Linked DNA regions of Mus musculus: regions 1, 2, 3 and 4 are each linked to region 5. A link is a contact called in public HiChIP or PLAC-seq data. All regions are on one chromosome and are shown on one strand. The core of a region is the stretch at or near the end of the contact, and the rest is flanking DNA. Distances in the headings are between cores, read along the strand shown.

Region 1 (5,819 bases), core at 2,755-5,254, 300 kb before region 5:
GGAAGAAATGCGTGGCCGCAGTCCCCTGGAAGCTCTGAGATGTGAATATGCCTTGATAGGAAAGCAGCCCTTAGTGCAGAGCCTCGGGGTCCTGCTTCATCTCCCTGTGACCCGGAGTCACTGGGAGGATGCTAAGAGAGGCACATTTGTAGATGCCCCCAGTGCTTAAGTGTGAGCAACAGCACAGGGAGGCTGCTGCCCTGACTTCAGTGAGATTTCTTCAGGGAAGATCCAGAAATGCCAATCACAGAAGAACTCACATCCTCAGGGTGAGGATATCTCATATCCTTATAGCTCTCAGTGTGAGGACTAGCTCAGTTGCCTCTACACCACTGACTGGAGCTGGGTGACGCTCCAAGGAGGCTGCCCTGTCTTCCCTCTCGATTCATCAGGAAGATCTGTGGGAGAAGGGAGCAACTCTGGGGAGTCCCACAAGAAAGTGGGCAAGTAAGTGTCCTTCTGCTCGGTTCATAGTCTCTACTCACAGGAGGGAAGGCTGCAGTCTTCCTAGCTGTGTTCCGTTTGGTTTTGAGTTCTTAGTTTAGGCCCCGGCTATGAAAGCAGTCAGAGCTTTATGAGAAGGGGGTGAAGAATGTTGCAGTAGCTGTCTGAGTACCCGTGAGTCAGGGCAGTGCACTCCAGACAACCACCAGAGGCCAAAGGGCAGCCTTGGCCTTTACCACAGTTTTGCTCAAGATACACAGTCAAAGGGTGGCAGGAAGTGAGTTGCAGCAACCTCAAGCGATGTGTGAAAGTTTCCAATTAGAAATTCAAAGAACTCATCATGTTTAATGGAAAAGTGAAACAAATTCTTTCTTGTGCTTCTTGTCCTTGGTTGTTCTCAGTTGAGGGCTGGATCTACAGCAGCAGGGACACGGTGATGGTTCATTCCCTGATATCTGCAGAATCTGAGGTGATGGGAAGGAAGCCAATCAGAGATTTAGGTTCAGGCCCAAACATTGCCTGAGCTAGACTGAGTGTTTATAATACGTTGTTGATAAAGTTTTATTGGTACACACTGTGTCTGCTGGTGTACATTCAATACTGTTTTTACAGTACAAGGATGAAATCGAGTAGCTGGCACAGACTAGGCACACAAAATTAACCCTCTTCCAAATTTGCTCTCTAGATCTTAAAAAGAAATGTGACAGCCATTTTCTAATTCATTGAGTCTTTTTTTTTTTTTCTGTGTAAAGGACTCCTTTGAAAATATGGTGGCACCTAAATGCATAACTTCTGTTGAAGAAGTTGATGACCTTCTGACTAAGGTATCAGGTAACTATACCTGATATCAGGTAACTTGGTAGATCCTCTCACATGCGTGGGTTGATGCAGAACATTCTGGCTCATCCTAAGAGTAGCTTCAGAGGGTGTGAAGGACATCTGATTTGGCTCCTAGATTATTCACCCACTGCAATGACAGTTATGATAAATAAAAACAACCTTAAGTTACCAGCCAGAGGCTGTGAGCTCTCTTGGCTCTGCTTTACCTTGTGTGACCTTCGGGAAGTCATCTGGACCTTGGTTCTCCCAGATGTCTGATGAGATATCAGGATTTTTAAAAAATTTATTTTTAGCTTATGTGTATGAGTTTTTTGTCTACATATGTGTATGTGCACCATGTGCATGCTGGGCACCTGTGGAGGTGAGAAGAAGACTCCGTGGAACCGGGGTTGTAGATGCTTGTGAGCCTCTCTGTAGGTCTTGAGAACCAGATTTGGGTCTTCTATGAGCAGCCAGTACTCTTAGCCACTGAACTCTTTCTCCAGCTCTAGAAACAGGTTGTTTTGTTTTGTTTTCAGGCGATACTTCTATTATCTCCAAGGGTCTAAAATGTGTTTCCGGATGTGAAGGGCTAGAACATTGTGATTTATATATTTTTAAGACACTTGGATCTGTTTGGCTATCCAGAACCATGGTCTGCAGCGGCTAATTTAGTTAATTCCATAATGTCTGCGATCTGGGATTTGATTACTATATTGGATATTTGGTATTTGAGGAGGAAGGTCTGCCATGCCTGTCTCTACCCTTGACCCTGGTCATCTGTCCTGATCCATCCAGCTGTCACCGAATGGAGGCTCCTTAAGAGAATGTAGCCATGTGTGATTCCTCCATGGAACTCAGAAAAATAATCAAAGTCTAGACCATGGGACAGAGAGCACAAGAGGTCATCTTGGATAGACATGACCTGTCAGAGAAACTTCATGTTCATGCTGTCTTCATTTTTTAACATGATTATGTGTGCATACATACAGGGAAGACATGGCTCCACATGGGTGGTGTCTTCAGTCACCTCTCCACCTTACCTTTTGAGACAGGGTCTCTCACTGCACTTGAGCTCACAGATTGGAGAGAGCAGATGTCAGCAAGCACAGACTCTCCCAGTGTGTCTCCCCAGAACCGGGAGCTGTGCTTCACTTACTTCTTATGTGGGCTCTGGGGATTAGAACTTGGATCCCCAAGTTTGTTAACACTAAGCCATTTCATCAGTCCCTGTTGTTGATTGATGTATGGGCTTCATTGGTGTCCATTCTTTGGGAACTTGCTGCATGTTATTCAGAGGGGGTCTAGTCTGCAGGGGCTTTGATGACAGAGGCAACCTTTGTTCATAACTGCAAGGCTGCAAGAGGAAGCCCCATGTCTGTTTGATGGCTCTGCTGTCTACCGGATACAGTCTTTCTAACAGCCAGGGTTTTGAATGACCTGACCTCTTTCCCTCCCTCTGAGACTGGAAGATACCAGCTTCACTTTAGCCAGCTCAGGCAGGGAAGGCTCAGCTAGGAAGATCCTGCCCAGTATAAGGGCTGATGGTGTAGGGGTTGAATACCCAGTGGTGCAATAGTCCCTGGGACCTCCACTGTGGCTTTGTGTCACAGTGATCAGGGGACAGGAGAGGCCAGAGCAGGGAACTGCTCTGTCCAGGCCTGGCGTGCAGTGGTTTCCTGCTTTACTAAGTGGCCGTTGCTCTGTACTGATGATTCATGATGTTTGGAAAGTGTGGCTGTGCGCTGAACAGGGAAGTGAAGAATAACACAGCCAAGGTCAAGGCAGGACAAGACAGGACAGCGCCATTACCAGCCATGCACTGTGTGGAAGATACAGAGGGTGAGGGCAGTAGTAAATCGAGGTCTGGTGGTCCTTGGCAGAGTGAGCCTGTGCTCCCCCTTGCAGGTTTGCAAGTAGTGGTCACCTGTCTGTCGCTGGAAGCCAGTGCTGGTCTTGGCTGAGCTGGGCAAAAGGAGGAAGTGGAGGGTGAGTGAGTCAGCCTTTGTTTCCTCTCTGAGTCAGGGTCGGCTCCATTTCTGAGGTTGGAGCCAGGGGGCACTGTGTGGCTTTCTGTGGATTCTTTGAACTTGTAGTCAACACTGATGATCTGCCCCTTAAGGCCGCTGCCCCTTCAGTGACCTTTTAGATGAGTAAGGGGATTAAGCTGGATCCTGCAGCCCTACCACTAGCCAGACTCCCCTTTGACTCAACTGGAGCTCTTCCTGTGGTCAACGGACAGAGTCCAGGGATAGGTTTCTGGGGCTGTGCCCAGATCAGGGCATCCTTATGCCAGGAGTCAGCTCTGAAGGGGCAGCTGGGTTTGAGAGTCTCTTCTGGTGATGGGTAGTGAGGTCATCTCCCTGGGCTTCAGTCAATCCTTAGGTTGGTGATGCAGTACTAGGAAGACGAACACATGGTTAGGATGGTCATACCAGGAATTTCCACGGACAGTGCAGAGCTGACTGTGGCGGGTCAGGTACAACCTGTTCTAAGAGCATTCCTTGTGCTCAGAGATGAGATTACTCACCCAATGGAGACTTGGGACTCCTTTACAGAACACTTCTATGTCCCTGGGCCTTGGCGCCTACCCATCATCGCCTTAGATGGTTAGCGCTCTGACCTTCCAGCACATTCTTCTTATTTTTTCTTGCACATTGCATGACCAGGCAGATGGTCGGTTGGTCCTGCTCAGCCTAGCAATGTTGGTGGGGCTATGTAGCTGCAAGTAAGAATGCTGTGAGTTGAGGCAGTTGGAGCTTCTGGTACAGCGATAGGCAGGCCAGGGGCTCCCCTTGCTCTCACGCCAGCTTCCTCTGAACTCTGATTCCAATCGCTTGTCTTTGAGAAACTTCCTCTACCTCGGTAGACAACGTAAAAGATGGTGGCTTTCGATACTACGCACGGCCTCACTAGGGAGTGACTGAAAGTTCAAAGTCCCAGACATGGCCTTGGTGGCCTTTGCTAGGGCCAGGTAAATGTCAGTGGTTCCTCCATGGTGGTGGTATGGGGAGTGTTGATCTAATAACTGCTCACATCTGGGCTGTGTGATGAGCAGGTCCTTGCCTAAGACAGACAATGAGGCTCTTCCTGAGTCCCAGCATGAAGATGCAGCCTTTCTGCCCCTGCTCACCTTACCCAGAGCCTAGCAGCGAGGAGTAGGGCCCCATGGCGGGTTCATCTGTCCTTTAAGCTGTTATTTCCTGGGAGGATGTGGTGGTGGGTGAAGGTCTCCTTCTGGAGATACAAGCTTCAGGTAAAAAGCTGTGTGATTTTTTTTTTTTTTTTTTTTTTTTGAGCAGAATTCCTTGGAGAGTGCTCTTTGCAACCAAACGGAAGAACAAAAGGACAATTCTCAGAAGCACACCAAAAACGAAACCAAATAAAAACCCCATAAAAAATCCCTATGGGGTAAAGGAAATACCAGTCTGATGCCTTTTGTGTCTTGTGTTGGGTCATAAAGGGCAGGCTCTCTAAGAGGTGGTGTCAACAGTGGCAATGTGGCAATGTTTGGACTCCAGAGAGAATGCTCTGGAAAACAATAGAAGGTGACACCCACGTGTCTATGTGACTGGCAGCCATCAGGGACAGCCTCATGGCCAGGGCATGTATGGAGCCTGGGAGAGGCACTGGGCAGGAAGGAGCTCAAAGTTTGCACATGGTCACCGAGAGCTGGCAACTGGGCTTGTCCCTTCTGGGCATGACTGATGTCAGAGGATCTCTGACCTCCACTTAGTCACTAGATACCAGTCTGGAACTCTCTTTGAAGATGAAGTAAACACTCACAGTGCTGATAATAACAGCTGGGTGATGTCACACGGTTATCTGTAGCTTGAAGAGCTGCACCTGGGTGCTGGAGTGACTGACAGGCATCAGACTTTCTGTTCCCTCATGGGCCTTCTGCACGAGGGGCCACAGTTTGGGGGCGTGGTTCAGAGGCTGCTTCAAGGATGGAGCTGAGGATGCGGTGACTTTCACTCTTGTTTCAGGAGGTGACAACATGCCAGGGATGGAGCTGTGCTGTCAACCACAGCAGCTGCGTGTGGCCTGTGGCTGGCAGCTCGGCCTACATGGGTACCTGCCATGAGGCTTGTGGGAGATTTCGGTTCTGCTCTGTGGCTTTGAGCAGCAGGGAAGCCATGGTGTGTGTGTGTGTGTGTGTGTGTCTTTATTGGGGTATGTGAACAAGAGCTCACATAGCTCAGGCTGGCCTCAAACACACTAAGTAGCCAAGGCTGGCTGACCTTCAGCTCAGTGCTGAGATCACAAGTGTGCACTGCTATACCCAGCTTCTGTGTGCTGTTTGCTGAGCTCTCTGCCCTGGAGGCAGCTCTGAGCCTTTCAGGACTGACCCATCCAGCTTGTCATTGATTGACTCCTTCTCTAGCTGTCATTTCTCTCCTTGCTGCCGCTCCTTTTGTCTCGATTGCCCTTGACTGAGAATTTGTCTTCCTACTTTCCTTTTGTGAGGGTGAGAGCTCTGACCTCATGGTGTGGCCTCACTGGGTCTTAGAAGGAGATCGAGGTAAAAGCTTGTTGCAGGGAGACCTCACGAA
Region 2 (5,517 bases), core at 1,847-4,346, 420 kb before region 5:
GCAGGGCGTCAGAGGTAAGAGCCTCAAGTCTAGGGGTGCGGGGTATGTATTGTGGTTACAGCGAGCTTGGGAAATTTCCATACGGGTCAGCAAGTTAATATTTTAAAATCTGCATTTCTGACGTAATTCGTAGGAACTGAAAATGGGGGCAAAACCACCTGACAAACAGGATAGCTAGGTTATCTATTCTCTTCAGGATGTCTTAGGTTATCTATGTGTACCTTGACCCTGCTGTCGTAGCCTGACTGGCTGTAGCTGGGGTTGGGGGAATTGCCATAGGATGTTTGCTCAAGTGGACTTTGTGGTTTTCCTCCTGGAACTGGAGTTTAGGCCCTGGTCAGGAGGTTCTTCTCAAAAATGGAGTTGGTTGGGCTTTACAAAACCACAGACACACACACACACACACACACACACACACACACACACAGATGCACACATACACTCACAGGAGAAAACTGTTCTTGTGCTCTTGGACATATCCCCTCCCACCCTTTCTTCTCTTTTTCCTCCTTCCATCCTCACCCCTTCCCCCCTTCCTTTTCTCCTCCTTTAGTGAACGAAAACCCATCCCCATTCCAGAAACAGTGCTTCCCATCCCCCACTCTACCTTCAGTAGTCATCATTAAAGGCCCAGGTGACACATTTCACTAAAGCCAACGTGACTCTGAAGCCAACATTAAAGCCAATGCAATACCTGCCACTAAGGGCTGAGGTGACACGTGTCACTAAAGCAACAGGGTTCCACCACTATGAGCATGCGTGCATGTTCTGTAGTTTGCTATAAAGCCCACACTATTGTGGCCTGATTCATTCATTCTCTCTCTCTCTCTCTCTCTCTCTCTCTCTCTCTCTTTCTCACATCCCAGCTCAGAGGCAACTTTTTTGCCCCCACCCCACCAGAGAGGTCTGCTGTGTGCTGTGATTGTGGCATTCCCTCCCATCTCTTTGTTGTGAAAACTCTTACACCTTTCCCTCTTCTTTCTCCTCTCCTTTTGCCTTTTCCTTCCCTTCCCTTACCCTCTCCTCCCCTTAAAAAAACAAAACAAAAAATAAAAAACAAAAAACTGTTGTGGTCCTTGTCAGCTTTACAGGTAACTCCATTTTCCCAAGGCCAGCCTGGTCTACAGAGTGAGTTCCAGGACAGCCAGGGCTACACAGAGAAACCCTGTCTCAACCCCCTCCCGCCAAAAAAAAAAGTTTCTGGGCATGTCAGCTGATTCAGACTCCTGTAGAGTTTTGCTAAGACAGACTCACAAGGTGTTTTGCTGAGGCAAGACCTATGGGAGGACACATAATGTTTACAGGGATGATGACGAGGGTGGTGGTGGTTTGCATAGCTAGTTTTGCAACACTTCTTTGGTCTCAAGTCTTAGGTAATCTTCACTTCATTGAAGTGTCTATTTCCACCTCTGCAACCATACTGTAACCCCTACTGATGCAGGATACAGGCTGCCCCCAGAGAATGATTGGAGGGCTTATACCTGGAGACTCACTCCATGCATTTATGGCCTGGTTGTAAATACGACTGAGGATTTTTATGTCTTCAACCAGCTAGCACCTCCAATCAATCAAGTTAAATGTGGCCATTTCTGCTGTGTTACTAGGTTCTCTTCCTTAACATAGGGCTGGCTGGAGCTGCTAGTGCAGGGGCCTCGGAAACCTCTCAAGGGTTAGAGTTGGCCCATTACTGAAAGGGAGGAATGAGAAGCCTAGGCTGACTCCGTGACAGACTTCAAATAGGAGTTTAGGAGACCAGGCCTAAAAACTGGGCAAGTCCAGACAAGTCAATTACTAACAGGAAAAAGCCCAGGCTCCAGCTTTCATGCCCAGGTAATGGAATGTCCCAGCCACCTGGCCTGAAGCAAGCACAATGGGTCAGCAGCAGTTTCCAGAGTTCCTCAGTAACAGTTCCCAGACCTCCCCAGCAAGTTTCCAGCCCCCACATCCCAGTAATGGAATGTCAGTATCCCTAGAGATAGACCCAACATATTAACATAGAGGTCACCTACCCCAGCATTCCCTAATGTGCTTTAAATCTGGCCTGCAAGCTCACTTGGGTGTCTCTCTATCTTGGTAACTGGGGAGATCCCAACATGCTGGACTTCCTGCAGGCAAAAGAGGCTACGACCGCATATCCCAGAATAGCCTCAAAATCATGGCCAAGCTCTACCTAGGCCCTAGAGAACAGGGATTACAAATATAAGCCACTATTAAAAAAAAATCTAAGTATGAATTTACTTAAAGAATGACGGGAGGTGGGGAGGGGGCTGGTGAGATGGCTCAGTGGATAAGAGCACTGACTGCTCTTCCTCAGAAGGTCTTGAGTTCAAATCCCAGGAACCACATGGTGGCTCACATCCATCCATAATGAGATCTGACACCCTCTTCTGGTGTGTCTGAAGACAGCTACAATGTACTTATGTATAATAATAAATAAATATAAAAATAAATGACAGGGCGGCTTTGAAGACGGAATAGTACAAGGATGTGACCAGTTAAACTGTGATCCCAAATACTTGTTTTCTGCCGACTTTGAAACGTCAAACTTCGGGAAAGGTGTACCCTTCCCCGACTGCTAAGACACATCCCTGTAGCCCCATTTCTCTTGGAAACCTCCTTCCTTAATGAGCTGTGGCCGACAGCCTTCCCTAAGCCTGGGGGGCGGGGGGGCTTGTTTTATTTGAGACGAGGTAGCTATGCTGGAGCCATGTGGTTTTAGCCGGTCCTGGAAATCGAGGTAATCCGGCTACTTCGAGCCCCAAATTCTGGGATTAAAGACCTAAGCCACTATGTCAGGTTTTAGCTGACCCTCGTACTAACACGAGGCCTCAGCTACTCGTGAGACTTGCTGCACTCCCTCAGCCTAGGTTTCCCTGAGACGCCTGCGGACTGCAAAACCATTAGTATTAAGCATAGCGCGGCTCCTGCGCAGCCACGGGCTGAATGGGGAGAGGGGGTGTGGTCCTGAGCGGAAGAGCTCAGCCTTAGAACGGAAGTAGTCGGAACCCGGAGGCTGCCGGAACCCGGAACCAGAGGGAACGCATGACTAGTCGGATCCCAGAAGCGCGGACCTAGGACTTCCATCCCGGAAGCTCAGTTTTCAGCATGGCTCTGGGAGGGGAGGAACGCAAGAGAAGGAAGGGCTCGGAGCGGAGGTGAGTGGCGGCGGGCGTTGGTGTGGATGGGTTGGCGGTGAGTGGCGCGGCGTGGCTGAAGAGTGCTCTTGTGTTTGCAGACAGAGCTCTGGAGACGGCGTGAGCTGTGCGGCCAGCGACTACCTGGTGGGACAGGTCGCCGACAGCTTGCGGGGCGGCCCGCGGCCTCCTGGAGGCGGGACGGGGCGGCTGGCCGCTCTCTTCAGCACCGCGGAGCCATCGGCTCCTCCTGTATTTGTGCCTGTGCCCCAGGTGAGTCGCCGGGCTGCACCCTGAGTATCCCGGTAGAGAGAGATGTAGAGGGTCACTCTCCTGACAGCAGTGACTGTCTGGTCCTTTGAGCAGGGCTAGCGCTTCACCCTCAGCCTATTTGATTGGCAGGGTCACCTGTAGACCGTGTAAGCCTCAAATTTCAGTTATGTATCCGAGGATGAACTAAACTCCTGATCCTTCTCCAGCCTTGAGTTCTGAGATTACAGAGTCGCTCCCACCATGTCCGACTTGACTTTTTTATTTTGAGACAGGATCACACTAGTTGCGCACGCTTAGAATACACGGTAACCCAGATTCTATATTCCTGCCTCACCTTTCCACTGAATGGCTGGTGCTGCAAGAATATTCTGCTTCTCTCCGTAACCCGTGAAGAAGTATCCATGTAGAAAGGCACATCGGAGTACTGCTCAGGGACTTGGAGACGGAGGGACTTTGCTATGTAGCTCTGGCTGGCCTGGCACAGTTCCTCCTGCCTCTATTCCTGAATACTGGAATTACAGATATAAGCCACAACACACAGCTTTAGGGTCAGGATTTTTTTTTTTTTTAAAGTTTGAGGTTTTAAATATGACTTCAAACTTTTGAAAGGAAACATCTAAAAAAAGAAAACTTGATGATGATGATGATGATGAAGAAGAGAGTGTGTCCCAAACTAAAAAGCCAGTTTTGCAAGAGCCTTCGAGAAAAGTGAAAGTGAAGAAACTCTCTGATGCAGACAAAAGACTGGCAAACAGGTTGGTAGAAATCTCCTTTTTGCTATATTAAATACCTCAGGCAGTTTTTTTTTTTTTTTTTTTAATGTTCATCTTAATTTTTTTCACTGCATATTCTGAAATTTAAAAAATACATTATACAAAGTCTCATACAGGGTTAAAAGATACAAGAAAGCCATTTATCCTAAGCGAACAGATACTGGTAGATCAGCTTTTTAGGTCTTTGTGTCCATCACTGCTTCTTGATTCTGAGCCAGCCTTGTTAGGACTTTAACCCCTTCTCTGTTTTCTGAGTTGGGATTTCTGAGTTAGTGTGTCTGTCAAATGTGAATTTGGTTTTCATAGGAACCAAATTTCCCTTACTAACTTAAAATTCCTTTTACATAATATTTGAGTTAGTATCCAAACAGATACACTACTTTTCTATTGAGTGTTCCTCATTCTTTCTTGGAGACTTCTTGCATCCCAGGTGGACCTTAAACTCACTCTGCAACCTAAGCTGTACTTCAGCTTCCACAAACCCTTGGCTCTCAATTCCTTCTCGCTGCTTCAAGCCTATTTTCTTTTCCCATTTTTACACTCTCCTCTTTCAGTAAAACCTTCAGTAGTTATTACGTTTGTTGTCTGCATGTGTGTCAGTGCATTCCTGTCAAGGTGGCCTGTGGAAGGACCAGCTCCTAGGAGTCCATTCGCTGTCTGGCTGCAGGACAGGTGCCTTTGCCTGCTGAGCCACTACACTAGTTCCCCACCACCCTCACACCCTCTGAGGACTGTGCGCTGCTTCCACTCGGTGACTGCTTTCTCGAAGCTTTACATTCCAAGCTTTCTGTTCCCTTCTCTGTTTTGTCTCTGAATTAAGATGAACACCTTTCCTGAGCTTGCAATTAGGAAACGGCTTCTTCTTGGAGTTCTTGTCAGTCACCTCGCAGCAGTTCTTCATGGGCACTGCTGTGTGTCGGCCCTGAGCATTAGACCTGTTCCGTCTTTTTGATTGCCTGTATCTGCACCTGTACATTTCTTGTTTACCTTAAGATAGTGCTCCTTGAGGCTAGAGGTGTGCCTCACTTGGTGGAGTGTTCCTTGTCTAAACCGTGCATGGTAACATATACTTGCAGTCTCCCAGCACTTGGAAGGTGGTGGTTCTTGGATCGGACACTCAGAGTTATCCTACACCATATATAGTGAGTTTGAAGCCAGCCTAGGTTGCATGCCACCTTCCTTAAATCAAAACCCAAAAAGCAAAATAAAATGCTTCAAACTGAAACCCTCCTGTGTTAATGGTACTTCACGTCTAGATAAGTGCCTAAGCCAGTGCTGCAGGGGTTACCCTGTGCTCTCACCTCTTCACACACAGCTACTCAGCTGCTAAGTCCTGA
Region 3 (5,299 bases), core at 1,000-3,499, 320 kb before region 5:
ATAGAAACTGTCCTCTGGAAGAACAGTGCTCTTCATTTAGTTGAACCTTCTCTCTAGGCCCTAGTTTTTAAACTTACCAGAACTTTAAATTCTATTCTTTGATAATTCATATGTGTATACAATGTATCTTTATCAATGTATATCCAACCCAAAGTCTCTCCCCACTCACTGGATCCTACGAATACTTCCTCATTTCCTCTCCTTTTTGGGTGTGGGATTTTTTTAAGGTAGTATTTATCCTTAGAGCCTGGGAATGATCAGGCTAGGTTGTGCAGACAGCTGTACAGACTCTTCTGCCCCTACCTCCCCAGTGCTGGTATAACCAGGATATGCTACCACCCAGGGCTTTTGTTTATGTGTGTTCTTGGGTGTCTAACTCAAGTCCCCATGCTTGCAAGGACAGCACTTTGGATGCCCACCCACCTCCCCAGCCCCTTCTCTGTGACTTTAAGCAACTTTGACTGCACAGCTGTCTTGCGTGTCCCACCCTCCCCCCACCCACATTTTGGAGGTGCATCCAGCTGGCTCCTCTGAACCTGTTCTTTTCATTCTTATCCTTTGCTTCTTTTCCCTGGGCATTCTGGGCTCACTGTCTAGACTGGGGATTCACCGTGGCTTTTCTCACTGTGTGCACCACCCCCTACTCCCACCCCACTCTGCTGGATTCTCACAGCTTCTCCTCGACCAGCACTCCGGCTCCGCAGCAGTGGCTTTATCCCCCCTCAGTGTCTGAGGAAACTGATTCATCGCCTGAGGTTCTGTCTGAGAACTGCTTTCAGACAGCCAGAATCACATTTGAGCCTGTGGGTGGGATCTGGGTTTGGGTCTGGACTTTCTTTTGCTTTGATTAGCTTGGTTTGGCCTCCCTCTGGGATGTGGGTTTGCCTCTATGTTTCTTTTTCTTTCTTTTCTTCTCTCTCTCTCTCTCTCTCTCTCTCTCTCTCTCTCTCTCTCGTATAATTTCATGCCCAGTCTCAGGGTTGATCCAAGAGAAATTCTTGTTGTCAGTGACCCGTAGAACCTCTAGAGTTGGACTATCAGTCCTTAGGAGCTTGTCACCCTCTGTGTCTAGCCAGCTCAGGCCAAAGGTGTGAGTCTGTAGATTAAAGTCATATGATTCCTGTCCCAAGTGGGTATTAGTTAACGGTCTTAGTGGCATTTTTAGGGGTTTTGATGGTGGGAGGAGAAAAATTTCTTTCTGTATAGGAAAACAACTACTCAGTTTGGTCTGGAATTCATTTTCTTTGCCCAATTATTTTCAATCAAGCAGCATTGTGAGGAGGAAGCTACTGTGAACTTGTTTAATAACTCAACATTTGTGCCTTTGTGTTTTTCAATATTCAGAAATATACATTTGTTCCTTTTAAGAGTCCTGACAAGAGCTATGGGGATTTAACAGGAACCAGGCTGCAAGACAGGGGTGGGCCATCCATCACGGTAGAAGGGTCGCTGACAGGTTTAGAAACTGTCTTGGCTACTTTTCCCGTTGCTGTGGCAAAACACCTGACAAGACCAACTGGCAGGGCTATTTTGAAGGTGCAGTTCTTCGTGGTGGGCAGGACACAGTGTGACGAAGGGAGCTCTTCACTCGGCACCCACAGTCTGGAGTCAGAGAGAGAATACTGTGGCTCAGCTTTCCGTCTCCTTCCTGTTTTTATTCATCTGGGGTCCTGTCCCATGGGATGGTGACCACCCCTCATTCAGGGTGGGTCTTCCCTTCTGAGTGAAGCCTCTCTGGAAATGCCCTCAAAGGCACACTCAGAAGCAATTCAAAACTCCCATCAATTTGGCAATAGAGAGTAGCCATTATCATACCCACTAAAGACTCCATGTCCACCCCAGCAACTGAGAACCCCGAGACCCCTACAGGGAAGCGGGAGGCTGTGAGTGCATGACATTCACAGACCAGCAGTGTGCCATGAAGGAGGTAAGCAATACTGTATCAGGCAGGACATGCAAGAACACCACAACCCTGGGAATATGTCCCTGGTGATTTACAGGACATACCCTCAAAGCTCTGCTTCTTCTCTCACTAATAGATGAGGTCTCTGTCCCTCCTTCTCATGCATGGGAGATGACTTTGACCAGTAAGTAAGGGGACTGTGACATTATGTGATATCTGAAACAGGGGGCCTCATGAGGCTATATGGCTTCTGTTTTGAGTTTTGTGTCCTATGCTTCTGGTCTCTGTCACTAGGGAAGTTTGACCACTGTGTGGTGGCCGTGCTGGGAGGAAGCTGAGCCACATGGAGAAGACACGTGAGGCCTCTGGTCAGCAGGCTGGGTCTCTGAGTCAGCTGAGTCCTGGCTCCAGATGCCTGAGAGGTCAGGCATCTAGTTGACTCCAAACCTCAGCTATGGAGTTACCCCAGCTTTTGAGACTTCCCGGCTGAGGCCCAGATATGTGACAGATATCAGCCCTCCTTGCTATGTCCCGTCTGAATTCTTCATGTGTGTGTGTGTGTATATGCATGTACATGTACATATGTTTGGGGGCGTATGTGGAGGTTAGAGGTCAACCTCATGTGTCAGTTTTCAGCCATCCACCTTGTGTTTTGAGATAGGGTCTCTCACTGTCCCAGAACCCATCAAGTAGGCCAGTCTGGGCTGGCCCGTCTCCCAGGGATCCACCTGTTTCTGCCTCCCCGGATCTTTTCTAATTATAAATTTCTAGCCCAGATCTGTCCTACAAACATCGTTGCATATGCAGGCGGCTTCGTACTTTCCTCTGAAATCTAAAAATTTTTACCAGAAACCATTCCAGCGTGTTTATTTTTACTTTCTGCCTGCACTTTCGTACATTTGTGACATTTCTCCAGAAAGGTTTTCCTGAGTGGCTTGATTTTAACTTTGTTCTGCTCTTTGCTTCAGTTTTCAGTTTCGGGGGAGGGGGGACTCTTGGCTCCCATCTGCCCATCATTTGTTTTTGGCCCTTTCTCCCCGATCCCCTTCAGTTCTCTTACTTCCTGCCATTTGCGGTGTTGCGTTCCCATTTATCCTCGCTGCTGATCTTAAGTCTGGATCTTCTGGATTTGCTCTGTTTTTAAAACCCAGTCCTTATTTCTGGATGGCTTCATCCTTTTACTCTTAATACTGTCTTGAATTCTCTACATCGGCTTCTGAGTTTTCCTAACGACCATTTATGATCTCTCCCTTGCCCCTCATCGGAGTCTCACTCAGGAAAACCAAACTTGCCACCACTGAACTACACCCGGAGCTCCCCAGCCCGCCCTTAGATCTGTTTGTTTCTGTCTGTTTTAAGACAGGGTTATACTATATAGCCCTGGCTGTCCTGGAACTAGTTCTGCAGACCAGGCTGGCCTTGAGGTCTCATAGATCCACCTGCCTCTGTCTCCCAAGCGCTGACCAGCCCTTGGAGTTGTGAAGTCGTGCCTTGTTAGGTAGTCAGGCTGTGTTTAGACTTGGCATTCTTCTGCTTCTGATTGGCAAGTGCTGAGACTACAAGTGTGCACCACCTTGCCTGACCTCATGTTTAAAGGTTTAAAATGTAAGAGACCTTTCTTTTAATTATTTACATTTATTCCTTTGTTTGGATGTGCAAGTGCGCCTGCCATGTTGTATGTGGAGGTCAGAGAATTATTTGGGGGAATTGGTTCTCTCCTTTCACCATGTGGTTGCTGGGGATTGAACTCAGGTCATAAGGGTTTGATGCCAAACACCTCTACAGCCCTCTTATCTGCCCCTGCCTGCTATTTATGGAGTGGGTATCTATGAAGTTTTTTTTTTTTTGCTATTCCCCATGACATATATTCTTTATTTCCTTATTGGAGATGATATATATTGCTATAGGTGCCATCCCAGAATATTCTCCAGTCTATATTCAACATGTTAGCTAACATGGTACTTTAAAAGACTTGCATCAGACCCTGTGATGCTGCTCATAAATCTCAATGGCTCTATAGTCCTAGGCAACACACATTTCCTCACATAGGTTTATAAAGGGCTCTGTGTTTCTGCCACATTTCTCCCTACCCTCGATGTCCCTCATAGTTCATTTTAATCTATGTGCCCCCTTGCTTATCATGTCTCAGCTTATGGGCCTCCACATGCTCCTGGGGTACTCCAGGAGAGGCTCTACCACCTACGCACTCACAGCTGCTGTCCCCAGGACCTTCTTGGAACACCTCATCCCCTGTGGTCTTCTGCACCCCGACTTTTCCTGTTTCTTTTTTCTCTCTTGGCTTTTATATCTTATATTCTAATTCCTTACTTTGCGAATGCGAGTCAGAGAGTAAACTTCGGGAAGTATCTGAAAACAAATCCTTCCGGCTCTGTCAAGGGGAAAGGCAGTGGGTTAGAGAAAGAGCAGAGAAGATGGTTAGAGAGAGACACTGTGGAGAGTGTGCTGCAGCCCTGGTAAAGGGCAGGATTTGCGACGACTACAAAGGTGGAACAGGGAGAGGAGAGGGAGCAGTCCAGGCTGGGACACACTGCTTCTTTCATTGATGGACTGCTGCTCTCCCAGCTTGCCCCAGCCATTCTCATTCAAGCTTAGTTTTAAATAGCTGAACTACTCGGTGTGTGCGGCTAGGGGGAAGCTCAATTGCTTAAAGGGAGTGAATATCTCACTATCTCTCCATCACTATCTATCTATCTATCTATCTATCTATCTATCTATCTATCTATCATCTACCTACCTACCTATCAATCTATCATCATCTATCTATCTGTCTATCTGCCTATCACTCACTCAATCAATCAATTAATCTTCTATCATCTATCTATCTATCTATCTATCTATCTATCTATCTATCTATCATCTACCTACCTACCTATCAATCCATCATCATCTATCTATATGTCTATCTGCCTATCACTCACTCAATCAATCAATTAATCTTCTATCATCTATCTATCATCTTTCTATTTTCTATCATCTATCCATCCATCCATCCATCCATCCATCCATCCATCCATCTATCATCTATCTGTTTGTCTGTCTCTCTATCTGTCTCTGTCTCACTCTATTTCTGTCTCTCTGTCTCACTATCACTATCATCTATATCTCTATCTCTCTGTCTCTCTCTCTTTCTCTATCTCTCTATCTATTATCTATCTCTCTACCTCTCTAAATATCTATCTATCTATCTATCTATCTATCTATCTATCTATCTATCTATCTATCTGCAGTGCTAGGGAGGACTGAGCAGCACCCTAGCCTGGAAGAGGCTTTTTCCTGTGGGTCTCAGGCTCAGACTCTAGCTACCATCTTGTTCTCTCTGTGTTCACTTGGGGCTGTGTTGAGGTGGAGATTTTGGGTGACAGATCTATTTGTGTT
Region 4 (5,238 bases), core at 1,769-4,268, 340 kb before region 5:
CATGCTGGGATTACTGGACGCACACCATGGCACCCGGCTTTTGTGCGGGCTATGGGGGACCTGAATTCAAGTCTTCACCCTTGCATGGGAAGAACTTTATTTAACCTGAGATGTCTGCCCAACCTGCTTGGGTTGTTCTTGAATTTAGCTTTGTAGATGAAAACATCATGTTGTAATGTCAAAAGGTTGAACATGTCTGGTGGGTGTTCGGAGATGTGAGCTGCCTTCTTTATTTCTCTGTCAGGGAATAAGCCTGTGTTGCTGATGCCTTCAGAGGAGCCTGGTGGGTGGTGGGGCTATAGAGGAACACTGGATCCAAGCAATAAAAAGCAAGATGAAGCTGTGAGGTGTCTAAGAGCTGGATTCCCTCAGTGAAGAAAGTGTTGCTGTGCAAGTCTGGTGACTAGAGATGGATCTCTGGAACCCACATAATGGTGAATGGAGAGATTCAACACCACAAACTTGTCTTCCTGTCTCCACATGTGTGCTACGGCATGCACTCTCCCCAGTAACAGTAATAATACTAAAAATGCAAGGTGCTTAGGTAAATTTGAATATCACACAAAACTAAACAATTTTTGGAGGGTAAGGGTAAAATCATGTGTGATCATGAGAATACATTTACTTAATAAAATTATTTAATACATTTATATTGAGAAAGTATTTATTGGCTGAAGTTCAAATCTTGGCTGAACACTCTATTTGACTGGCAGCCATATTTGCAGGAGAAGTTGAAACAGACCAAATACTGTAGGAGGCTTCATCAGCAGAGTAGGACCCTGGAGTGGGCTTTGCCCAGCAGCTCAGAAACCTTTCCTGAAATTGGCAGCTCTGACAACACTAGATAGAATTTGGCCAGCTATGGTTTGTTTGTTTGTTTTTTTGTTTTTTTGACTGGCACAATTTTAATTATAAAGTCTATAGCCAATCAAAATGCAGATCAGGGGAACCCACCAGTCCAAGTAGATACATCTACAAAGCAACTCCTGCACCTAAGGTTCAGGGAACATTGCAGAAGACGGGTCACAAAGTCTGTAAGAGCCAGAGGATCAGGGAGTTTGCGGTGGGACTGTGTCTCCAGGAATGTCAGCATCTACACCCATAGAGTCTCATCAACATGACTGCATAGACATGAGCTGAACGAGGAGGACACTAGTGAATGTGACAGGCTGGTTGGGGAAAAGCTCTTGGGGTCTCAACCCTACACAAAGAACTAAAGTCAACCAAGGAGAGCTGGAATGGAGAGGTCTTCACAGGGAAGAAGCCATAGATTGGTTGTCCAGTGTCCAACAGTCAGCCCTGAAAAACATACCTACAGGCAACATGATACAGATTAGACAGGTTATGTTTAGAAATATGTATGTATATAATACACATAGCTGCATGTAATGACAGTTAATAAAAAAGGGAGCATGAATTCAAAGGAGAGTGGGGGAGGGTGTATGGGAAGGATTGGAGGGAAGAAAGGGAAGGGAGAGATATAATTATAATCTCAAAATGTTTTAAAAGGTTTTATCTAGCCAAAACAAATCAGGGGCCTTCAAACATAACTTTATAATTTCTAGTTTCAGCCTCATTTTGTGTATTTTGTGCATGAATGTGGTGACCCCAAAAGCTCATGTGTTAGGTATTGGTCCCCAGCTGGTGGTGATAGTCTGAGTTATTGTGAAACCTTTGGTGTTGTGATTTAACTAGTACAAGTGTCATCATTGGAGGCAGGCCTCCAAGGTGATTTCCACCTCTGGTTCCAGGTGGGTCTGTCTGCTTCTCGATCCTCTAAGATGTGAACAAACCATGGCACAAGCTGCCACCGCCACAGATGGAGCTTCCCCCACCACATGCCTTCCTGACAATCATAGACCGTACGCCCTGAACCTGTGAGCCAAAGTAAAATCTTCCCTTAAGTTGCCTCTTCCAAGTGTGGCACATCTTCCAAGTGTTGCCTCTTATCACATCAACATGATGAATGTATACGCTCTTGCCATGTAGGCAGGCTGGTCTTCAACTGGAGATCCTCTTGGTCCAGCATGTCAAATGTTGAGTGTTGTGATTACAGGCAACATGTGTCTGGATTAGTTCCTGACATTCTTTTAAAAAGATTTATCTTTGTGTGTGTGCATGCACGTGTGTGTGTGAACGTGTGTGTGCCATGTGTTTGAATGTATGTATGCCGTGGACATATGCCACAGACATATGCCACGTGTATGAATGTATGTGTATTCCATATGTATGAATGTGAGTATGTATATATGCCGTATGTGTGTGAGTGTTTTTGTGTACATGTGTATATGCCGTGTGTGTCTATCTGTATGTGTGTATGTGTGCACCATGTGTGGGTGAGTGTGTGTTTGTGTGTGTAGTTTTCACATGTATGTCATGTTTGTGAATTTCCAGAAGAGCCCAGAAGAGGTCTTTGGAACTTATGGAGGTGGCATAACAGGTGGCTGTGAGCCTCCCAGTGCATAGAAATCAAACTTTGTCCTTGGAAAAGCAGCAAGCCCTCTTAGCCACTGATCCATCTCTCTCTAGTCCATCTGGCATTTTCAAGAACAACCAGCTAAGCCCTTGAGACTTGATGATACCAGTTCTATCAGCCATGCCAGGGTCCTCAGTCGAAATCACTGCTACTTTGTCTGGTGGAATCAACCAGTGGCAACAGCCAGCCCACTGATTCAGAGCTCCAGGTTCAGCCCCTGCCAACTCTGACCTTTTACCTCTTTTGATCTCACCACAGGCCGGATCATCCCTTTCTCGTAACAATAGCAAAAATACCAAAAGTCTTCACACAACTGTCTCCTCCATTTCTGTTTCAGGGTCTCCCTTCCTGTCCCATCTCACCCACTTCCTATCGCCATGTGGGTTACCCCTCCTCTACAGCTAGGCTGACTCGAGGCTCGTCCTCACGTGCACAGCTTCCTTCCAGAGATCTCCTAGAATTCCTGGCTCAGATGCTTGCTGCTGGTGCACACACAGATGCTGCCACTTAGCAGAATTTCCTCATCACTCAGATTGGCAAATGGAAAATGTGACTCTCAAGGATTACACACAGCTGAGACTGGGACCCAGGCAGCAGGGAAGAGGGGGGTTTCTCACTCACCCACACGCTCTTGGTGAGGAGCCATCTCCCATGTGCTCTAGGACAGCATCACCATGTGCTCACGGAGACATCTCTCTGACTGGCTGATTGATTGCTAAAATACTTGGCTCTCGAGCAAGGGTGTTTTCACTCTGCCTGGCAAATTCTCTGTATTCTTCTTAGTCCTCTGGAGCTCAGATGAAGGGGAAGCTCTGATATTACCAGAGAGCTTTCAATGGAGTGAGAAGAAGGGATGTGTCTGTGTGCAGAGGAAGAAGGTGCTAAAAGCAGGAACAGGGGAGGGCAGCTTTTCTTTTTATCTGAAACAGAGATAGGTATACTCTTACCCACCTGCCATAGCTGGCCTGAAGCCAGCTGTCTTTATATTTAAAGTTTTTCTAGAGCTTGTTTGTGGGTTGTCAATGGCTGCTTTTGTGTTGTACTGAGAGTTGAGTAGGAACTAGAGAAACAGTGTGGCCTGTCAAATCTAAAATCTTTACTATCTTTTCAGAAAATGTTTTCTGAGAGCTGCAGAGATGGCTTAGCAATGAAGAGCAATTGCTGCTCTCCCAGAGGACCCGAGTTTGATGCTAAGTACCCACATGGCAGCTCACAACTGTCTTTAACTCAAGTTCTAGGGGACTAAATGCTCCTCTGGCTTCCAAGGGCATCAGACATACACATAATTGTGTGTGTGTGTGTGTGTGTGTGTGTGTGTGTAGGCAAATAACCCATATACATGAACACACACACACTCCTTTAGAAAAAGGAAAAAGTTGTCTGTCCTAGGCTCTTTAGTGGTCCCCAGAGTAGACCTTATTATCATCGTTGAACATGGGGAGCTGGCACTTTAAGGAGGGAAGACGGCAGTGCTTGTCCAGGTTCACTACCCTAAGTGTTTGGGGTGAAACTTAAGCTATTGATTGAGAAAATACATCAGCACTTGACCAAATGCCATCAGGATAAATTCACACACACACACACACACACACACACACATACACACACACACACTCATCATGGAGCAAATCCATGTGTCCAGCTCCACCTTCCCAGGGTCCCACAACCCAGCAACTTGAAGGCCATGTTGGCAAGCTACACAGCTCTGTGTGCCTATATCTTTCTAACTGCTGTTTCTTTCCCATGGGATTCTGCAGTTTCCTTCTTAGTAAGTCCTTCAAGATTAACCTTATTGTCTTTTTCTACTCCTGTGTGCTTGTGTTCAACCCCGAACACACTGTCCATCTGCTTACAGACTTACAGGTACCTTGAGAGCTGCAACTTATATTCATGCTTATAGTCTCTGAGGTGTCTACTGGGACATTAGAGTACTGTTGCTTGAGTGGCACCTCATTTTAGGATCCCCAAGGAAAGGAAAGAATACTGCCAAGAGTGATCATTGTTTTCTTAACACTTGGGTCTTAAAGGCACGTTCTTATTTAAATACCATCTATTTCTAATTTTTAAAAGGAATTTTTAAATATCACTACCATGTACACAGCTATAACTAAAAGTCATTGCAGAATTATAATTATTTCACCTTGAGCCTAACTATCACCTCCTCAATTGGCCTTCTGTGACTTGGATTAAGTTAGAGTGAGAAGGTTATGGTGCTGGGTAGACGGTCCAGAGGGCAAAGTGCTTGCTGCAAAAGTGTGAGAACACAGGTTTAGATTCCCTCAGAGAACATGCAGAAAGACAGCATGGTAGTGCATGCCTGTAACACCAGCACTGAGTGGCAGTGCATGCCTATAATACGACTGCTAGGGAGGAAGAGACAGGAAGATCTCTGAGGCTTGCTGGACAGCCAGCTTAGTGAGCTCCAGGGTCAGTGCCAGATGCTGTCTCAAAACAAAAGATGGAGAATGATTGACTAAGGAAGACACCTGATCCAGTCTCTGGCTTCCACACTGGTACCCTTACAAAAACAATGAACACACACACACACTTACTTTCCATCTTCCCCAAAGAACAAGGCTGAGTGTGGTGGGTTTTTTCTAAAACTGTAATACCTGAGACACTGAGGCAGGAGGTTTGCTGTGAGTTCAAGGCCAGTTAAATGAGTTTGAGGCTATGCTGGGCTATAGGGTGGGACTCTGTCACATACACACATACACACACCTTGTACACACATCCCAATGTATTACTTCCTTTCTGTAATG
Region 5 (5,795 bases), core at 138-2,637:
ACAGTGTGGGGAAAAAAAAAAATCACAAAACCAAAACAACAACAACAAAAATGTCTGGTAAGTAGTACTTGAGGAGGAACAAAAGCCAGCACCAGTCCTCTGGTCTGCTCACTTACAGGCATGAACACACACTCACAGGTGAACTCACGTTCACACCCAGTTCATGAACACACACACACACACACACACACACACACACACACCACACCATATCCGGAATCCTCACTTATAAAAGATTCCTGTAGCATACATGAGTAAGTTAGTGTGAAGGCCACCTTGGGATAAAATTATAAGCACAGCACTACAGTTACAGGAGCTTGCTGTGCCTGGCATTGCTTCCATCAGTGTATAGATCATGAAGCAGGTCAATAACTCTCACTGCCCATCCCCAGATTCTCCCTAACTCCACAGAGCTTAAGGCAGCCAAGCTCTGGGAGCTGAAAGGTGAGGCAGGACACTGGTGCTGGAGACATGGACACTGATCAAGGGCCCCTCTGTTCTGTTATTGCAAAAGTGCCAATCACTGGTCCTATTTCACTGGACAACAAAGGGTGATACCTTGTTGCTGGGGTCGACCAGTTAGCCTGGGAGGAAGGCGGTGTTGAGGGGACTTTGCCAATGTGTCAATAGAATAAGCAGGGTGATAGGGTGACTGTGTCATCTCCACTTGACTTTTCACATGCCCAAGGGCGCGGGTCACCAGCCTGGTGATTGACAGCTCATCTTTTTTCAAGGAATAACTTACAGACATCATCAAGGGCAACTGCTGAAGGAGAAATCAGAAGCATATAGTCCCGGGATTCCGCCAAGGTCTCTGCTGATGTTTTTACAGTTTACTAACCTGTTTTTTAAGTGATTTATTAGCATATGTGTATGCATTTACGATGTGTGCCTGTGGAGGTCAGCTCTCCTTGAACTGTGCGTTCCAGAGGTTGAACTCTAGCCCTCGAGTTTACACAGCAGAGTCATCCCGCTAGCCTCAGGAACGCTTTACACTTATTGCTATATTTTTCTTTTATTTCACTGAGACAAGATCTCACGTAGCTCAGGCTAGCCTCACACTGGGAAATAACTTGAATTTCCGATCCTCCTGCCTCCACCTTCCTAGTGCTGGGGTTACAGGTGTAATCAATCAAATCAGGGTTGATTCTTATTACGACTGGGTCTGAGGTTAGGTCTCCATTCTCCTTTTGCACACGGAGAGATTTCCAAATCTCCAGGGAGTGTCAAGTCACCCGGACACCCAGTTCTCCCGTGGCTCCAGCCCCAATCTGGCAGACAGCTCTGTGTCTTTTTTTTTTTTTTTTTGGAGTGTGTGTCATTCAGTGCCTGTACCAGAGCCATGACTCAGCATATGAGTGGCCGCCTTTCCCCCAGTGTGACATGTCACCCAAATTTCAATGCCTCAGCATGCATCCTGCCCTGTGGCTGATCAACGAGGCAGCCAGAGAAGGAAACTAGAGTGAATTCTCTGTTTCTGAGTCAGAGCGGGAGTTCTGCCAGCCTAGCCGGAACATGCCACACTCACCCTTACACCTTGCACAATCCTCAGAGGATTGAAACTGTTTTATTCATTTTCAGCCCCATCCCTTCCCTCACCTCAGCCCTCAAGGAAAGAGGGCAGAACTACAGATCTATTTTTACCTACTAGACCTTGAATGGGGTCGTTGCAGGGCCTCAACATGGTTAAAGTGGAACATTTGTGTCCACGGAGTTTGACTTGCTGCTGTTGAGAGTCTGCGTTGCACATTAAGACTCTGACCACATAGCGGCTGGGTGGTCCCTGCTCAACCCATTGTCATGGAGACAGTGAAGGTTTTAGGGGCTGGATTTTTGAGCCCTACTTTCCTGATCTGGAGTTGGGAGGACAAGACAGCTCTTTTTAGGGGCTGGGAGGACAGTTAAGTTGGTAAAGTGCTAGCATAAGGACTGAGGTGATATATTTAGGACCCCATGAGGCAGTACGTCCTATAAGCCCAGCTCTGGGAAGATGGAAATAGGAGATCATTGGGGCTAACTGACCAGCCTGTCCAGCTGAATTATGAGCTCCAGATTCAGTGAGAGACCCTATCCCCAAAATATATAATAATAATGTCAATAACAATAGTTGTAATAATAATAATAATAATAAGAAGAAGAAGAAGAAGAAGAGGAAGAAGAAGAGGAAGAAGAGGAGGAGGAGGAGGAGGAGGAGGAGGAGGAGGACAAAGAAGAAGAAGAAGAAGAAGAAGAAGAAGAAGAAGAAGAAGAAGAAGAAGAAGAAGAAGAAGAAGAAGAAGAAGGTGGAAAGCTGTGAAGAGATGCACAGCATCAGTCTCTGGTTTCTATGCAAGTGTGAACACACACACACATAGGAAACAGAGCCAGGGTTATATTGGCCTAGGAATTTATTCATGTAAAAGAAGTCCCAGAGTCATTATTATGGGGAGCAAGGTGGTGGTGGCGGAGGGGAGGAAGCTCTGAGTTACACATAGTGACCAGTGTGGGGTGCCATTTGTTATGCTGGGCTTTGCCTCCTGACTGCTTTGTTCCCAGAAATAACAACTCTGAGACTAATTATTTATTAATAAATGATTAGCCATAGCCTCGGCTCTGCCCCATGACCAGCTCATATCTCAATAATCCAGTTTATTCTATGTTCTTCTACTGGTTACCTACTACTCTGCAGGTTCATTGTCTTCCTCTCTGTCTAAGAGAATGAATCTCTTGCCTCTGACTCTGTCCCATAATTCTCTACCCTCCTCTCTCCTGGAACTCCCACCTCCCATTTCCGGCCACAGCTCATTGGCTAAGGGCTTTTTTTTTTTTTTTTCTGACAGGTGAATGCTTTTTTTTTTTTTTTAAGATTTATTTATTATATGTAAGTACACTGTAGCTGTCTTCAGACACTCCAGAAGAGGGCGTTAGATCTTGTTACAGATGGTTGTGAGCCACCATGTGGTTGCTGGGATTTGAACTCCAGACCTTTGGAAAAGCAGTCGGGTGTTCTTAGCCACTGAGCCATCTCACCAGCCCAGGTGAATGCTTTTAAACAGTGCACAAGAGTCTCCATACAGAGGGAATTCAGTATTAATCATTGGGAAATTATCAATGCATTTATATATTCTTTAGCTCAATTTAGGATTTTAAAGATATAATCTGGTATCTTTCATACATCTACTAATTATGAGCTGGGCCAGGTAGCACAGACCTACGATCCCCAAGACTCAGGAAGCTGAGGCAGGAGACTCAAAAGTTTAAGACCAGCCTGGGAAACTCAAGGCACTGTCTCAAAAAAACTTTATAAATACATATTTAAACGGGACTGGGACTTTCTAAATGGGGCCGACAGCTGGGGTGTGATGCACCTTTGACTTCTATTTCTCTGAACCCCAAAGGGAGCTTTCAAGCATGCAGTTCCCTGAAGCAGTCCAGGAGGGGAGCTGAGCTGTCTCCGAAAATGTGAAGCTCCAGCAGACCTCAAGCAGGGTCACAAGGCCTCAAGATAACACAGCTTCTTTTCTGTCATCCTCTTGTTCTTTCTTTGAGCAGTAACATCAGGAAACAAGCTCATGAGACTGGCTTTGGTTCATGTCAGGCCAAAGTGTGGGGCAGCAGCTTAGCTGTGGTCAGTTTGCCCCAGGCTAGGCACCAAAGTCAAGACTATAGAGCATGCGAGTCCAGCAAGATGCCTGTCCCCTCCAGCAGGCAGCAATCAGGGACAAGCTTACACTGTTATGAAAATATGAGAGGCAGACTTCCTCCTAACTAAGGTTCCAATGTGTGGGTGTGTGCGTGCTTTTGTGTGTGTGTATACATACATATATATGTGTGTGTGTGTGTGTGTGTGTGTGGTTTGTGAGTATGTGTTTGTGTGTACGTATGTGTGTGTGTGTTTGTGTGGTGTGTGTGTTTTTTTCTGTGTGCATTTTTGTGTATGTGGTGTGGTGTATATGTATGTATGTGTGTGTGGTATATGTGTGATATGTGGTGTGTATGAATGTGTGTTTGCTTGTGTGTGTTTGTGTATGTATGTGTTTGTGTGTATAGTATGGTGTATCTGTGTGGTGTGTGTGTGTATGTGTGGGGTATGTGGTGTGTATGTATGTATGAGGTGTGTGTGTGTGTGTGTGTGTGTGTGTGTGTGTGTGTGTGTGTGTGGTATGTGCACAAACATGATAAGGGACTTAGGCAAGCACCTCATTGACTGAGCCATGTTCCCAGATCCAGGTACAATGTCCCTATTAAACCAGCGCAAGCTCAGACCACCAGCCGCTTGGTTCAGGACACACCAGGAAGCCAGTTTCCAGCTAGGCCTTGCCCCATTTTCAATCCCAAGTAGGATTTCTACCCCACAAGGCAGTGTAATTGGCCCCAACATCTGAGAATCTTTCTTCCCAAGCCTGTGAGTTCCAATGCTTCTGTTCTCTGAAGACTCAAGGAGCCCAGCAGGGAAGGGAAGGGGGGTGGCTTGGCTAGAAATGCTCTCAGCTACTGCCAGTGGCTCCCCTGGTGGAGATGATTCACGGGGTGCTGATAGTTCCTGAATGTAGAGGCAGCTTCCTCAAATGAGTCTGCAGCTACTAGGGAAGCGGTAGGGAAAGGTCTTCAGAGCCCTGTTTAGTGGACAGTGGAGGGAGGAAGGGTGGGTGAAGGAATGTGGAGAGTCCTGGAGGGCTGCCACTAGCCAGAGCTGGTGACAAAATAATCTATCAGTCTTCTACAGGGAGCCAAATATGGTGCTAGGGCCCCGCAGGTGATAAACAATGGCCTCATTGTGGCTTGACCAGAAGAGACCTTGCAGATGAATGTTGGGATAGCCTGGTGTCAATCCGTGTGGTCTTCACTGCCTTCCTCCACAGCACTATCCCCTAGAAAGGCCATCTCACCCCAAAGTACCCCAGTCCACCTCTGTCCTTACTGAGCCCATGTGTACTTTCTCCTTGATATGCTCAAAACACAAAGGGGAAACTGAGGCCCATGTCCCTGTTTACCATCTGGCCGCAGCCCAGGCGGCTTACCTGGGTCTGGCATGAAGTGATCCCACGTTACTGGCTTTTCCTGACCCTCCCAGCTTCTCTCACATGTCGTTCCCCTCTTGGTGGCCCTGAGAACAACTACCATCATGGGATATGGTCAGGTCTGGGTTTTGTACAAGTGGTCAAAGTAAATATTATTAAAAGCTGGGGTTTAGTCATCCTGGGCTAGAGGTGGTAGCAGCTTAGAGAAGGTCCTTAAGGCTAACTCCTTGTCAAGGACAGCTTGGCAAGACAGGCGACACACAGAAAAGTCAGAGAGGGGACGTAATGTTCTCTAATGCACAGCCAGAGAGAAGGTGTAGCCAGCAAGGGCAACAGGGATAGGAATAGGTGGTGGTACCCTCCTGCACACCAGCACTGAGCACTGACCCCATGGACAAAGGGGACTTTTGTCTTTTTATTTCCATTTGTTAACTGGGACTTCCTATCATCTATCTATCATTTATCTGTCTGTCTGTCTATTATCTATCATCTATCTATGTATCTATGTAGCTATCTGTCTATCCATCTAGCTGTCTGTCTATAATCTATCTACTTGTTTATTTATTCTTTAAGGGGTGGAGTTGAAGATTGAATCCAAAACCTTATATATGCTAGGCTAATTAATCTTCTCTTACCACCCCCACCCCCCTTTTAAAATTTCAGACAAAATCTTGCTAAATTGACCCAGCTGGCTTTGAACTCATTTTATAGCCCAGACTACCTTGCCACTTTGAAGCCCAGGCTGCCCTTGAACTCATTTTGTAGCCCAGGCTACCTTTGAACTCACTCTGCTGC

What was found. HiChIP or PLAC-seq counts read pairs in DNA pulled down with a chosen protein or histone mark.
Region 1: a contact with region 5 is called in a FOXA1 HiChIP or PLAC-seq map of pancreatic cancer cells. The contact joins the promoter of A630001O12Rik here to the enhancer-like site in region 5. A contact is called at or near these places in 1 of 15 datasets of contacts at CTCF or cohesin (pro-B cells), 7 of 484 Hi-C or Micro-C datasets (bone marrow-derived macrophages, cardiomyocytes, embryonic fibroblasts and 2 more), 19 of 115 datasets of contacts at active chromatin or transcription factors (the 230-238 cell line, CD8 T cells, the HPC-7 cell line and 13 more) and 1 of 9 other capture datasets (bone marrow-derived macrophages).
Region 2: a contact with region 5 is called in an H3K4me3 HiChIP or PLAC-seq map of bone marrow-derived macrophages, with 9 times the contacts expected there. The contact joins the promoter of Rbm34 here to the enhancer-like site in region 5. A contact is called at or near these places in 12 of 39 promoter capture datasets (the 3T3-L1 cell line, the C10 cell line, HPC-7-derived erythroid cells and 7 more), 1 of 484 Hi-C or Micro-C datasets (the G1E-ER4 cell line), 6 of 115 datasets of contacts at active chromatin or transcription factors (bone marrow-derived macrophages, embryonic limb bud, embryonic stem cells and 2 more) and 4 of 9 other capture datasets (adipose tissue, embryonic stem cells, liver and 1 more).
Region 3: an H3K4me3 HiChIP or PLAC-seq map of bone marrow-derived macrophages shows a contact between it and region 5, with 7 times the contacts expected there. The contact joins two enhancer-like sites. A contact is called at or near these places in 1 of 15 datasets of contacts at CTCF or cohesin (pro-B cells), 6 of 484 Hi-C or Micro-C datasets (the G1E-ER4 cell line, bone marrow-derived macrophages and embryonic stem cells) and 19 of 115 datasets of contacts at active chromatin or transcription factors (the 230-238 cell line, CD8 T cells, the HPC-7 cell line and 10 more).
Region 4: a BATF HiChIP or PLAC-seq map of CD8 T cells shows a contact between it and region 5, with 6 read pairs. The contact joins two enhancer-like sites. A contact is called at or near these places in 12 of 484 Hi-C or Micro-C datasets (the G1E-ER4 cell line, bone marrow-derived macrophages, centroblasts and 3 more), 17 of 115 datasets of contacts at active chromatin or transcription factors (the 230-238 cell line, CD4 T cells, CD8 T cells and 11 more) and 1 of 9 other capture datasets (embryonic stem cells).

What each region holds. Positions count from the first base shown.
Region 1 is chr8:126,847,205-126,853,023 of GRCm38.p6, reverse strand. A630001O12Rik (RIKEN cDNA A630001O12 gene) reads right to left here and starts at 4,004. Exons shown (of 2, transcript NR_151740.1): 1 at 3,794-4,004; 2 at 1,187-3,663. The region is part of intron 1 of Gm31718 (a long non-coding RNA gene); the gene reads left to right.
Region 2 is chr8:126,968,628-126,974,144 of GRCm38.p6, reverse strand. Rbm34 (RNA binding motif protein 34) reads left to right here and starts at 3,096. Exons shown (of 11, transcript NM_172762.3): 1 at 3,096-3,155; 2 at 3,236-3,407; 3 at 4,017-4,162. The coding sequence starts at 3,106.
Region 3 is chr8:126,869,716-126,875,014 of GRCm38.p6, reverse strand. All of the region lies in intron 1 of Gm31718 (a long non-coding RNA gene), which reads left to right. Among named protein-coding and RNA genes, the nearest start is that of A630001O12Rik, 23 kb to the right of the region's middle. Within about 2 kb of position 2,249, at least 42 of the 459 cell types and tissues checked have an H3K27ac peak or open chromatin away from gene starts, as enhancers often do. A contact at or near this core is called in acute myeloid leukemia, bone marrow-derived macrophages and fibro-adipogenic progenitors, where this site is marked.
Region 4 is chr8:126,893,096-126,898,333 of GRCm38.p6, reverse strand. All of the region lies in intron 1 of Gm31718 (a long non-coding RNA gene), which reads left to right. Among named protein-coding and RNA genes, the nearest start is that of Gm31718, 13 kb to the left of the region's middle. Within about 2 kb of position 3,018, at least 67 of the 459 cell types and tissues checked have an H3K27ac peak or open chromatin away from gene starts, as enhancers often do. A contact at or near this core is called in CD8 T cells and fibro-adipogenic progenitors, where this site is marked.
Region 5 is chr8:126,546,808-126,552,602 of GRCm38.p6, reverse strand. No RefSeq gene overlaps it. Among named protein-coding and RNA genes, the nearest start is that of Gm39286, 22 kb to the left of the region's middle. Within about 2 kb of position 1,387, at least 122 of the 459 cell types and tissues checked have an H3K27ac peak or open chromatin away from gene starts, as enhancers often do. A contact at or near this core is called in CD8 T cells, the HPC-7 cell line, the NIH/3T3 cell line and 11 more, where this site is marked.